Regions from separate parts of the Mus musculus genome. Here region 2 is linked to region 1. The links are chromatin contacts, called in public Hi-C maps. All regions are on one chromosome and are shown on one strand. The core of a region is the stretch at or near the end of the contact, and the rest is flanking DNA. Distances in the headings are between cores, read along the strand shown. Region 1 has its middle 260 kb from the start of Pvt1. Region 2 has its middle 51 kb from the start of Gm25702.

Region 1 (6,403 bases), core at 1,801-4,300:
CAGAGTCAGATCATAAAACGTGCAGGGATGGAATTGCATACTGAAAGCTGAGATGCAAGACAGAAGCTTCCAGAGAATGTGATAGATTAAGAAATGGTGTCTCAATACTTGTTTGTGAGATGTGTGGCACTGAGAAATGGCCGATTTTCATCTTGATGTAATTATCTCTTCTCCAACTTTCTGAATGGGCCACCGAGAGCTAAGATCCGTTATGTACTTGTCTAGGTTTCTACAACACTGTTCCCTGACCCCTTTGTCTCTGCCTTTGATAGATTGTAATGGTGTGTTCTATTTGTAGTCTGCTTTGGCACAGAAAACAGGTGGTATCTTCCTTGATGTGTGTGTCCTATGTCTGGCACACTACTTGAGAAATGGCTGTTGAATAAAAGGATAGACCAAAGAGAAGCCTCTGTCTTGGAGGGGTGAAAGGCTTATCTGAGTAGGGCACAGTGGTGGCTGACTTAGGGCCCGGGTAATGTTCTCTGAGAGTTTGTGGAATGTGGCTCCTTGTTACAGGAATTAAAATACTTGGGGTAGTGATGAAGGCTGCCGTAGTAGTGTTATGGGAAGTAAGACAATCTCTTGGCTTCAAAGAGAGGAACATGTGACCTTCAGGGCTTGACCAGAGGAGGATAGACCTTGACTGACAACGTAGGGTAAGGCATGCAGTTATGATTCACCAGAAATTCCATCTTCCTCCCAGTTCCCAGAAGCCAGGGCCATGGCCTTGTCTGGGGCCTGTCTTATTTTGAAGGAGTGTATGTTGTAGCACTTGGGTTTGGTTTTCCAAAACTACAGAGCCAGATGCTTTTTTCACTAAAAGAAATTGTCTGAGTCCATGAGTGAACTATTCTCTGAGTGGGGTGAGATGCCATCATTAAACATTGAAAGGGTATATGGAGTTAACAGGTGCCCTTGGACACTGTTGGGGTGCTTCATGCAGGTGTAGAGAAGACAGAGAGTAGTGAGGTGCTCCTACAAACATCACCAATGTTGTAGCTAGAGATTATTATATGAACGGCAGCTTACATTCATTACAGTATAAGCATGTGCCTGGCACCACACCAAGCATGAAGTGGCCATTGACATTTGTTCAACAAAACTATGCAAGGAAACAGAGATCATGGTTATTCCCATTTTGCAGATAGATAACCGAGGCACAGGATTACTCTGAGCATTATTCTGTGATAAGCCATGGAGTCCTGTCAGTCCATGCCTCAAGGCAACACGATGCAGGAGCTATGTGATTTTCATTGGCATAAGGCTAGCTAATGTGATATTTCTGTCATGTAGACTGCCTATGGAACACCAGAGGAATCATTTGTCCAGGGTGGCCAGTGATGGGAGTTGGGCCTAGATTCAACATCTGTTAGATCTTGGAAGCTTGCTGAATTATTATGCATTAATGGCCCAAATCTGGTCTACCAGATGTGTCTTGGGACACATAAGGAGTCTGGGGAGGTGTGGTGAGACTATCTGAAGCTTAGGGTCCAGTCTTTTTTCATGGAAAGAGCCTTGCTCTTTCCTTTCATGCATGCTGTGTGCAGGGACTTTTCCTGAGTCGTGTTAAGATTTGGCCACTGCACTAAGATATAGGGATCATCACCCTCACTCTGCAGAACAGAAAAATGAGTCCTAGCAAGGCTGGTCACCTGCAAACCTAAGCCTAAGTCATGAGGTAGATTTGAGTCTGTGTCACCCTAGGTCTTCAGTGTGGATTCTTCTATAAGACATCCTTTAGGGTTCTTAGGGCTGTGTACGTCAATCCCATTTTGTCTGCCATTTTTTTGGGGAAAACCAACAGAAGATGAAGTTAGAGCCAGAAAGGTGATGCTGTAGTGATAATGAAAACATCAGTCACATTAAGCATTTTTTTTTTAGGGGTGGAGGTGGGGTCAGGACCACCACTGACAACATTTTGTGCAGGACTAGCTTCATGCAGAGGATATACCCATACTGATTTTCATACTATTACTCCTCCTCCTCCTCCTCCTCCTCCTCCTCCTCCTCCTCCTCCTCCTCCTCCTCCTCCTCCTCCTCCTCCTCCTCCTCCTCCTCTTCTTCTTCTTCTTCTTCTTCTTCTTCTTCTTCTTCTTCTTCTTCTTCTTCTTCTTCTGGTTCAGGTTGCTACTGCATCCCTTCAACTGAGAGACCTCTTCAGAACTTTTCATAATCTTTTGATGGGAAACTGGGACATCCAGACATCAGGAGTATTTTCAACGCCCTCCGGTTGTGTTGGTAACACCTGCTCATGCATCATACTTCTTCACTGCTTCAGATCCTTACATTTTCTCCTCTTTTTTTTCCTGTCCCAGGACCTTTGTTCTCCATCTCTCCATCTTTGCTAACAACCCTTACCCCCAACTACTGGCCCCACATGGCAGCTTCCTGCTGACTCTTCAGTCCTTCACCTCAGAGTTTTCTACCCAAAGAAACCTTGATAGGACTCCTGTTTGCTTTCCTCTTCTATAGAGTCCTCAAAGAACCTAATCTATTTTTAGTTCTATCTTAGTTTGCCTACTCAGTGCCTAGTTTCTCTCTCGAGCTGTGTACTTTACAAGGAGAATAGTGGTTCCACAATCAGTCACAGTTTGGCCCTGTGTCAGGTTCTCAGAAAGTGAATATCAACATTAGATGGGAGGATTCAGCACTAAGCAAAGTATGGGAAAAAGAAAGCCCAGGAGTGAAGAAACGATTATTATCCTTTGGGGGACTTTGGGAACGAGGATATATATAAGGCAGGGTTTGGGAGACAAAGACAGCAATGTCTGCAGGCACAACTCTGAAGACCTGTGTACTTTCTAGCTTAGCCATTCCTGCAGTCACAGGTTCCCGTGCTGCTGCTGGGGCTGGAATGAAATCTCTGGGGATCTTAACCTTGCTTGCTGGGTGCAGTTGCCATGGAGGCTGCAGCCCAGCTGGAGCTTTTCGGAGCTGGCAGGTGGATCAGCCTGCAGCATTTTTTTTTTTCTTGCCTGGACCCTGGCAGCTCTCAGAGTTTCAAAGCTGGAACACGCTGACCAGAACACCATGACCTTTGGCACAATTTCCTCCTGTCTTCTCTTCTGCTCCCAAAGCAAGGGGGAGGAGCCCAGCTTCTTTGCTCTGGCTCTCGCTCCCTGCAGGACAGGTTTGTTTTAGGTGCAGGGAGGAGAGGAAAGGAAGAAAGAAGGGCACCCAGGTGGCTGTGCTGTGAGCAGCAGGGGTGCCAGATGGCTTTCTACCCTACTTGGAACTTGAGTCTTTGGTAAAGTGTGTCAGCCCATTCGATTTTTCTCACTTCAAACTCTGACTCTGTAGCCTGCTATAGGCGTAGCTGCCTGGACCCTGGCGAACTCAGATTAGGGTAACCTTCTGCCTTGCATCCTTGCCATCCAGCCTTTACAGTGCCACCTCCTTATGGATGAGCTGGATTTAAGTGGCAGTTATTAAGGACTTGCTGAGCCTTCGCTATTTCATCTTCAAATGGGGATAATAGAAAGTTTCTAGCACCATTTAGAAAATTAGAGTTAGTATGCACAACAGGCCTGGCATAGGCCGCAGGAATCAATAAATGACAGTTGACATCATTATTATACACCTCGTCTCATTTATCTTCATAGATTGATATCACTGCTTTAAAAATAATTTTTAAATTACACTTATTTGTGTGTGCATGCATGGTGTGTGTGTGTGTGTGTGTGTGTGTGTGTGTGTGTACCTGTACAATATGCCATGGCATAGTTGTGAAGATTAGAGTACAACTTGTAGAAGTTGGTTCTTTCCTTCCACCCTGTGGGTCCTGAGGATCAAACTCAATTTGTCAAGTCTGAGGGTTAGTGGCTTTATCTCCTTGGATGTATTTTGTGGGTGTAATATTATTAATTCTTAGCTGGGGAATATAGGTCTAGGAGACCCTATGGCCTCTATTTTCAAAGCTCAGAATAAAAAAATAAACATTCCTCCATTTCCAAGCTCTTTCTCTATGTGAACTTATAAACACCTTTCACTTTGTTTAATATTAAATTCCTCCTACCTGGTGTTTATTGCTCATCCTCTATGTAACTGACACAGGGCCAAGCTATGATGATCTAGCTATGAAAACATCACTGAACTCACCCTCATAGAGTGCATAGAGGTAGTGAAATTGTAATCATGAAGGAACTAAGGTAGAACTAAAAACCAGAATGGGTACTAGGAGGGAACAGAACAGTGGTAGGAATCATGCCTGTTCCACTCCATCTTGGACTCTTTTTATTTTTTCTGTCTCCCACTTTTGCCTTGGCTTACTTCCCTAAGAAATGGAAGTCCAATATAGTTTATGCAATTGGCTTCTAGAGTAAGTTTTGGGTTCTCCCAATGTCTATGAAATAACATAGAGTAGAAAGCACTGCCCGCATCTGTAGAGGATCTTACAAGGTGTTCTTATGTTAGTCATCTGTTTTTGAATTCATAGTCTCCCTCTGTAGCTGAGGATGTCTGCAGTTTCATAGGAGGGGTTTATTCCCTGTGAGTTTAGGCCTTATTAGGATATGTCTTATTTGAGTGGTGGGCAAATTTCTGGGCAATGTGCTTATGAGGCTGGCTTTACTCTCCACTCTACAATTTATGAGCTCATTCTGCGCGTCTCTCTTTGTCTATAAAATGAGGATAATTACAACAGTATGATAACAATTTGTAAAATCTGCTCATCACAGTGCCTAGCATATGGGAGAATTTGATCAATAATATATGGTAGTATTGGGCTCGAAATACCCATTTTCTGATGTTGGCTTTCCTTCTTTTTGGTACGGAACCTGAATAAATTTGTCTTACAGATATCACTAGAGAATACCAACAAAACCCCTTATCTCTTGGGTACTGGGTAGGGGTGCAATGTCTTAGGATAGATAAACAGAAGCAACAGGGCCCAAGGGGTGGTTTCAGGACCAAGGACAGTATCCAGCTTGCTCCCTTGCCCTACTATGCTTCTCTGAGTAGGACAGCCTCTATCTCCACACCTTCAACAAGCTCCTTAGCTCTCTGCACCTGTCCACAACCCTTCCTCCCATGTGCTTTTCTTCCTCTCATATGTTAAAGACTTCGATCGCAGCAAGAAGTATGGAAGATACGGAGTCCCCCTATGCCATTATCACTCAGCTCTAGCAGGCACTGACATTCTACAATTATTTCTGCACTTGACTTTTCTTAAATGAAACAGAGCCATGGGTCCCTGTCTATCACCTTTCTTCCCAGAAGTGACCTCAGGTCTTGCTTCTTTCATCACCTCCAGTCCCCCCTCATCCACTCAAGTCCTCCACACTTAAAAGAAGCAGACAGTGCTAATCTCCTGCAGTTCACACTGACCTTCCCTGTAGAGAAGAGTGGCATCCAGCTTTGGAGGGATTTCTGTCATTTATTATTCATGACTTTAATCTTGTATCAATCAGTACCCAGTTTGAGGTGACACTTCCACTTGCTGGATGTGCAAAATCAAGCTCAACTTGGTTTTGGCCTCTGAGAGCTCCCAGAACACACAAGGCAAGGCAGCAATCTAAATTATCAATATGAATGTTTGTATTTATCGGCCTTCTTTGTATATGTCTGTGTGTATATTGCATGTGTATATTCAAGCATGTGCATGTGTGCATATAAGTGTGTGTGTGCACATTTATGTGCATGCTTGTGAAAGTTTTGGTTACCACTGAGTTAGCTACATTGTTTCTCACCTTATTGTTTGAGTTAATGTCTTTCAGTGAAACTAGACCTCATTGATGATCTAGGCTAGCTGGCTAGAAATCCCCATTTCCATCTTCTTTGTGCTAGAATTATAAATATGTGCCACCATGCTTTTTTTTTTTTAATGTGTGGGTTCTGAGGATATGAATGAGATTTCCATGCTTGCATGACAGATACTTGATTAATTAAGAGCTCTCCATAATTCCATCTGACTCATTCTTCAGACCCCAAATGAGTTGATATGTGGACCAAACTTTCCAGCGCCCAGCACTGCTGCTCCTTAGAGAGAATTAATTTATAATTATGCATATTGTACTAGGTCTCAGGTTTACAAGGAATCAAGGATGTTTTGGCCCTGTCCTCAGGAGCCCATGATCTATATGGGAGGACAGCTTTAGTAGTTGACATAGTGATATAAGATATCAGTGCCTACTGACAGCCTGGGACTGCTACTCTAACAGGAGATGGAGTTACATTCTCTTTGACTCTTGTCCTTTCATCACAACACTCCAAATTACAGAGACAGTCTTTTCTCATGCCTCTGCCCTGTTGTACCTTTGAGTGACTTTGTTTTCCTCAAATCTGACATTCTTGTCCTACCTCTCTGCCTATTGCTGTCATCCTTCAGTCAGTGACTCAAACCATACACTTGACTTTCTTTTCTTTCATTGCATATTGAGCAAATTCAACTTCAGGACCATATCCA
Region 2 (6,403 bases), core at 2,885-5,384, 1.2 Mb after region 1:
TTGAGGCTTGGTTTGAGAGTGATCTTTTTTAACTAATTGAATTGTGATTAAATTAGTGGAAAAAATCAGAACAGCTAAATTGAAATTTTCAAACTTTAAAAAATTACATGGACTAAATTAATTTCCATTTGCTCATTCTATCAATATTCAGAAAACACTACACTATCTCTCAGCATTGAACAGCATGGGTTGTGTAAGATATTAATGTTAATCAATCTCTTTCCTTGAGGAAAAAAAATAAGATCCAGGGTTAGTAACAGCCCACCTTACATAATGTTTAACATTCAGTAGTCACTGCAATTTGCTTTAAATATATGACCTCATTAACCTTAAAACCAGCCCCAGGAACTCACCAGGTACTAAATTTTCCTCATTAAAGAGAGTAGATGGAGACACCCAAGTTAGGCAGCCTGTGTGAGGTCAGACAGCTCAAGCCACCTAGCCAGCAAGTCCAAAGCTGGAACACAAAAGGAACCTAGTTGAGTCCAAACTGCTATGCCCCTTGTACCTAGCTCTCCATTTCCTCCATTTGCACAAGAAACCTCTGTGCAAAGGTCTGTGATTAGATTTGAATGTCCTTTGCCACTAAATTAAACTGCTTGGGATCGGCAAATAGAAAATCTCTTCATTCTTAGCTTACCATCCAATGTAGTCTTTATCTCTTCATCTACCACACATGTGTAAATTTTATTGCCGAAGTCCTGAGCCCAGTTAGCATGACCACACTGAAATTGCAGGGCAAGCAGGGGGGGGGGGGCAAGCTGGATTTCTAACAAGACACACCAACATGTGGCCTCAGGTACTCCCCACACTAGGGGCCTCTGATCCTCAGGCATTCGCAAGCGCAACTTCAAATGATTTGGCAATTTTAATTGAAAGGCATTTTTGTCCTCTTTCAAAAAGAACTAAAAGGTAATAATGAAGAAAAGACTTTCAGTTCAAGGACCATTCTATCTCTGTGAGACCATTGAAAGTCTAAAATGTTTCCCAGCAAGATCCATTTGCTCAGCTATTAATATACTTTATTATTTTTCCACTATGGCAAGAGTCTCGCATTCCTCTAGCTGGTATTTCTCTTAGGTGGAAAAAAGAAGTCATTATCATTTTAGCCATCAAAAAAATACGCTTTTCCTAAGATGAGCATCTTTAAAAGGAAAGCAAAAGGAGGCTTAGCTGAATGAAAAAAAAAAATCTAAATGAAATATTTGAGTTAAATCAGAGGCCTTTTGTCATACCTTTAAAACTGAATTAAAATCATAAAAGACAAATTTATAAACTCCCCCTACCAACTGATGCTGAATAAGAGAAATATATGAAGTACTTGGTGTGGGGGGGGGGGGGCTTTGTTTATTTTTAAAGCTTCATTTTGACATAGAAATGAAGATCTCAAATCTTATTATAATGAGGACTTTAAAAAGTCTTCCTAGACAAGATGAGCAAAAAGGTTCAGTTAAGTGGCATGTACATACACACACTCACATTCACACACACTCAACACCCAACAGCTGTCGACACTCAACAGGAGGTAAATCATATCTAGTACTGGTAACCTAGCCAGCTTCCCAGGGCAAGTGAGATCATGTACTTCTGAAAAGAATCAGCTTCTGCCACCATGATATGCACTCCAAGTCTTGTCCTTATACCCAAAGATAAGCATAGCTACCATCCCTCATTCAAAGAAACTTGTCTTGACAGAAAATGAAGGCCATCCCAGGGAACCACAACTGGAAACAATGTAGAGCTCAACTAATGGTGAAGAACTCAGTCCGAATGGGTAAAGCTACATCACAGCTCCAGTGTTCATGGAACATTACAGAAGACTGTTAGAGCCAGAATACCAGGAAGTCTGCTGTAAAATAGTCTCTCCTAGAAATAGCTGCATAAAGAAGAAAGGAACAGTAGTAATATCAGTGGAAATCATAACAGGGGAAGGAAATTTTTTTGCAGAATCACACCCCTAGACAAAGGAATACAAGGAACTAATTAGCCTCTTCTAGGGACAAGCTCCCTTATTGGTTGTCTGACACAGAGCAGTCATCCCTAAGGCCATATACACACAAACAACAAAAATGGGCTTTGTGGATTGTATTTAAATGTATTTATGAATATACACACACATAAATATGTATGTATATGAGAATAATAAAAGAACCAATCAACCTGAGTTGGGTGATGTGGAGAGGTTCAAAGGAGGGTATCTGGTAGGGGCAGGTGGGAAAAAAAATGAAGGGAAAAGGTAATGTAGTTTATCTCAGTTAAAAACATTTAAGAAACCAAAAACTGAAAAAAATAAATCTTCCTAGCACACAATATCTCAAATGGATTCTTGTAGCTGCTCTCACTTTTCTGGGATGCAAACTCAGCAGAATCACTACCAACTCCACAGAGCCTAGAAGTTTATAGTAATAGATCCTCCAGTTGAATGAATAATAAATGATTTCCTTTCTCTTAAAGGCTTCTCTGCCCTCTGCCTCTCCTCATACATCCAAGATGTTTTCAGCAATAGTAGGGTGGGTGTGGTTGTTGCCAGCACAGTTAGGAAATTCTCTCCAGATAGATGTGACCTGATATATGGTTATCAGTCTCTCCAGGTTCCCATGGTGGAGAGAGCACTTAGGAGATGTTGGTGGGTATCCTGATGAGACATAAGGCCTTTCTAGCTCTAAATCATAAGGAGGATCACTGGAAATCTGAGATTGGAAGGGTGAAAGGTAGGACAGCAGGAGAGGTAGAAGAGAGTAGGGAGAAACTACACCACCATTTCCCCTTGTCCCCAACTAAAAGACCTAAGTACATGTCACTGTTGCCGTTTATTGCCCTTACCAAGAGCAGTTCAAGTTTGTTTTTTAAGACTTGCTGTCACCTAGAGAGAGAGAGAAAGAGAGAGAGAGATTGAGAGAGAGAGAGAGAGAGAGAGAGAGAGAGAGAGATCTGCACATTCCTGCTGCATTGGACACCCCTCAGAGCTTTACTAATGGACCAAACCCCAGGGCAAACTAGGATTCTCCATGGTCAGCCACTACTACTACTTCATCCCCAAAGAGGACCCTTGACATGAATGACGCAGGCTCTTCTCAAAGTCAGGCAGACTCAGCTTGTCAAAGTCCCAAGTGTCCCTCACAAGACTTATTTGCCCTTTCCCTGACCCCCTGGACTGCATTTGCCCTTTGATACTTGGCCTTGGCTGGGTCTTCAACTGGGTTATGTGTCAGGGCATCCTGACCTAGTAGTCACCATAGCATCCCAAGAACTCTGCCTGACCCATCTGGGAGCATCTGGGGCCATGAGCTTTTAACTGAGTGTCCACGAGCCAGAGGAGACACCTAACTCACAAGCAAAACTGCAGGTACAAAAGAAGGGCATGGCCCCAACCCTAACACCCTGGAGACACTCAGCTTCCATATACACCTTTACCTGGCTCCCAAAGAAACCTCACCCTTGAGATCAGGGAGAAGATTATTGATAAGTGTAGTATGTGTAAATTAGGCAGAAGTAAAACAAATTGGTAGCAGGAAAATAGAATGTTTATTTAAAGAAAAAAAAAAGGCAGAAAGGAAGACTGTGTAGCCTCTGAGTTTAACCAGATGATTCTAATTCCAACTCTGCTATCTCTGTCTCCATCTTTTTTCAGCAGCGGCTTCCCAGAGCACAGTATCCAACTCCTTGCTCCCTTCCTTCCCCCACAGTTTACACCCTTCCACTGCCAAGTTGCATCCCTCTGCCAAGCAGCACGCCCAGCATAAGCTCTTTACAGGAAAACTCCATGCAGGTCCAGTCCTTGGGAGCTCTTACTGATCATAAGGACTGTTAGCAGGCAAAGGCGCGTGCCCAATTAAAAGATGGCTTTCGTTCCAAGAGGAATACTCTGGCAAAGTCCCAAGCGCTTCGGAAGCCCCTCCCTTCGCTCTCCCACCCCAGCTTTGATGCTCTGATTATCCTATTGTCAGATCAATAGCCCATCTGCTCCTAGGAGTAGTCTAAGCCATCCTGTGTTAAATTAAAACAGATAGGATCAATCCGCGGTTAATTTCTCCCAACCAAACAATTTATCTCTCTTTTGGATGCTCTTGGAGGGTGAATTATATAATCCTGACACACCATTAAGGGCTCTCTGACCAAAGAAAGCCCGCCACAATGCCTGCCTGCTCTCTTTATTAGCGACTCAACAGTGTGACAAAAGCAAAGATTTATCTTAGTGTTATTTAGAACCAGCTTGAACCTTGAAAAGTCTGCCAGGACCCTGCCAGGGGAAAAAGACTCGGGAATATCATTGCATGTTAATTATCATGGAGGAGGAGCTGGATCCAAATTTGATAAGCTGAACATAAGCTCCTATTTCTGAAGACTCAATTGCCCCACTGAAGAGCAATTCTTTTCTGTTTAAGGTAAAACCTAAGACATCTGGTGCAAGAATGTCAAGGGAAACAGGATTTAAGCCCAAGTCGAAACACACTGAGGATGGGGGGGGGGGGAGACTTATTTTAACAATAGACTGTTTTTACTGGTACTTGCATATAATAACCTATTTAATGCTGATTGAAGTAAAATATATACATGGGGAATAAAAGAATAAGTGACCCTTGGAGATGGCATATTAAATGAACACTCCAGATTAATAACCATGAGGCATATGGAGTGAGAATATGAGCAGCAAAGCTGCTGCCCTCAGGTCTCTGTGTTCTGTGCAAACCCACTAGGCGCACATCTACTTATCTCCCTAAACCAGAAGGGCTTGACATTCCCATGACGCACTAAGTCAATGGCTAACACCTGATACAACCAAAAACTAGAAGTTTCTGCTTCGTGGCTTGAGCCAATGTCCAAACACTTGATAGAACAACTATTTTAGTACTGTTTTTGATATGGATTGAGTCCAAGGAATACCTGACTCCTGATCTTACCTTCTTTCCCTATATTGGGTTTCAGACCCAGAAAGGATGCTGAAGTGCCTATTTAACATGTCAAAGAGGACCTGGCTCCAGGTTCTCCCAGGATTCCTCAGTCCCTACATGTTACAAGCATGTCTGGCATACTGTGAAAACCATCTTTTAATTAAGCACAGTGCCTTTGCCTGTTAACAGTTCCTTCCAGTCCAGGGGCTGGGCTTCCCCTCTCCCAGAAGCTTCTCCTTATATAATCCACACACTGTGGTCTCCCATACGCCTCTGCATTTTCTCTCTCTCCCTGCTTGTACATGCTCTTTCTCGATTTCTCTTGCCCCTCCTTTCTGTCTCCCTTCCCATGGCAACTTCTCTGGCCTTGTTCCTTGGGACCAGTAAATCTGCCCAAGATCTGCCTCCCAATAAACCTGCCTTTATATATTTTAATTTGGCTTGAATTGGCTTGTTTCACTGGTAGAGAATAACTTATCAGTATTTACTTATTTGTTTATGATAGTTTGAGACTAATTTTCACTATGTACTACATACTGAATTCAAACTCATGATCCTTCTGGCTCAGCCTTGCACATGTTGAGATTCAGGGTATATAAGTGCCAGCATCCTCAGCCTAAACTCCTTGAACTCTCTTTTTCTTAATTGAAAATGAAATTTGCATACAATATATTCTGATCATACTTTTCCCTCTCCCAACTCCTTCCAGAACCTTCCATCTTCTAAGCCTCCCGACTCTGTGCCCTTTCTTCTTTTCTCTCCTAAACGTATACTCTTGACTCATTCCTGAAAGGAAAGAGGAACAATGGGAGACAATTTGGAAGATTTAGACAAATCTGGTCCATCGTTTGTACAATAAATCTAGTGCATGGTGGTTCTGCTCTTTGGAAATCATCTCTGCCATGGGGTGAGAGTGATAATAACCAACCAATGCCCACTAGTGACTTGTAATATGTCAGGCACTATTTTAGAACTTCAAACTCCAGTATTTTATAATGGAAAAAAAGGTGACTATAAAACCTGATGAAGACGGTTAGATGGTAGAAGAAAGACTGATGAAGGAAGGTATTCTTGGCCAGATACACACAGAAAGTAAACAACTTTCTCAAACTCTCAAGAGTGGACAGATGAAAGCCAAGATTTAAACTCAAGTCAGAGTCAACACTGATGGTCAGTCAATCTCTATAATATATGCCAGAAAGGAAACTAGAAGTCAAGAATCTTGCTGAGAAAAAAAGTACTAGTGAGCTGTCTTTAGGAGTTGTTCCTAGTGTGACCGTTCCAATCCTGCAGAGCAAAGTATCCCATCTTGCAAGCAAAGTCTCCAAGATACAGGGCTGATACTCAAATTCTTTGGATAGTATAACCAATAGTCATTGACAGTAAACATCTTGCCCTGCCCAGAATCAAGCCTTCTTTATCCTGAATATACCATCCTGACTTCGCTTTAATGAAGCATCCTTTTATAATCTCAGTGTTGTAGCCAAGATATAGCCAATCACAGTGTTTCT

What was found. A called contact is a pair of places that touch in the nucleus more often than the background predicts.
Region 2: a Hi-C map of uterus shows a contact between it and region 1, with 5 times the contacts expected there. The contact joins two enhancer-like sites. A contact is called at or near these places in 1 of 484 Hi-C or Micro-C datasets (uterus) and 2 of 115 datasets of contacts at active chromatin or transcription factors (the NIH/3T3 cell line and astrocytes).

Annotation. Positions count from the first base shown.
Region 1 is chr15:62,292,426-62,298,828 of GRCm38.p6, forward strand. No RefSeq gene overlaps it. Among named protein-coding and RNA genes, the nearest start is that of Pvt1, 260 kb to the left of the region's middle. Within about 2 kb of position 3,051, at least 64 of the 459 cell types and tissues checked have an H3K27ac peak or open chromatin away from gene starts, as enhancers often do. A contact at or near this core is called in uterus, where this site is marked.
Region 2 is chr15:63,528,702-63,535,104 of GRCm38.p6, forward strand. No RefSeq gene overlaps it. Among named protein-coding and RNA genes, the nearest start is that of Gm25702, 51 kb to the left of the region's middle. Within about 2 kb of position 4,135, at least 28 of the 459 cell types and tissues checked have an H3K27ac peak or open chromatin away from gene starts, as enhancers often do. A contact at or near this core is called in uterus, where this site is marked.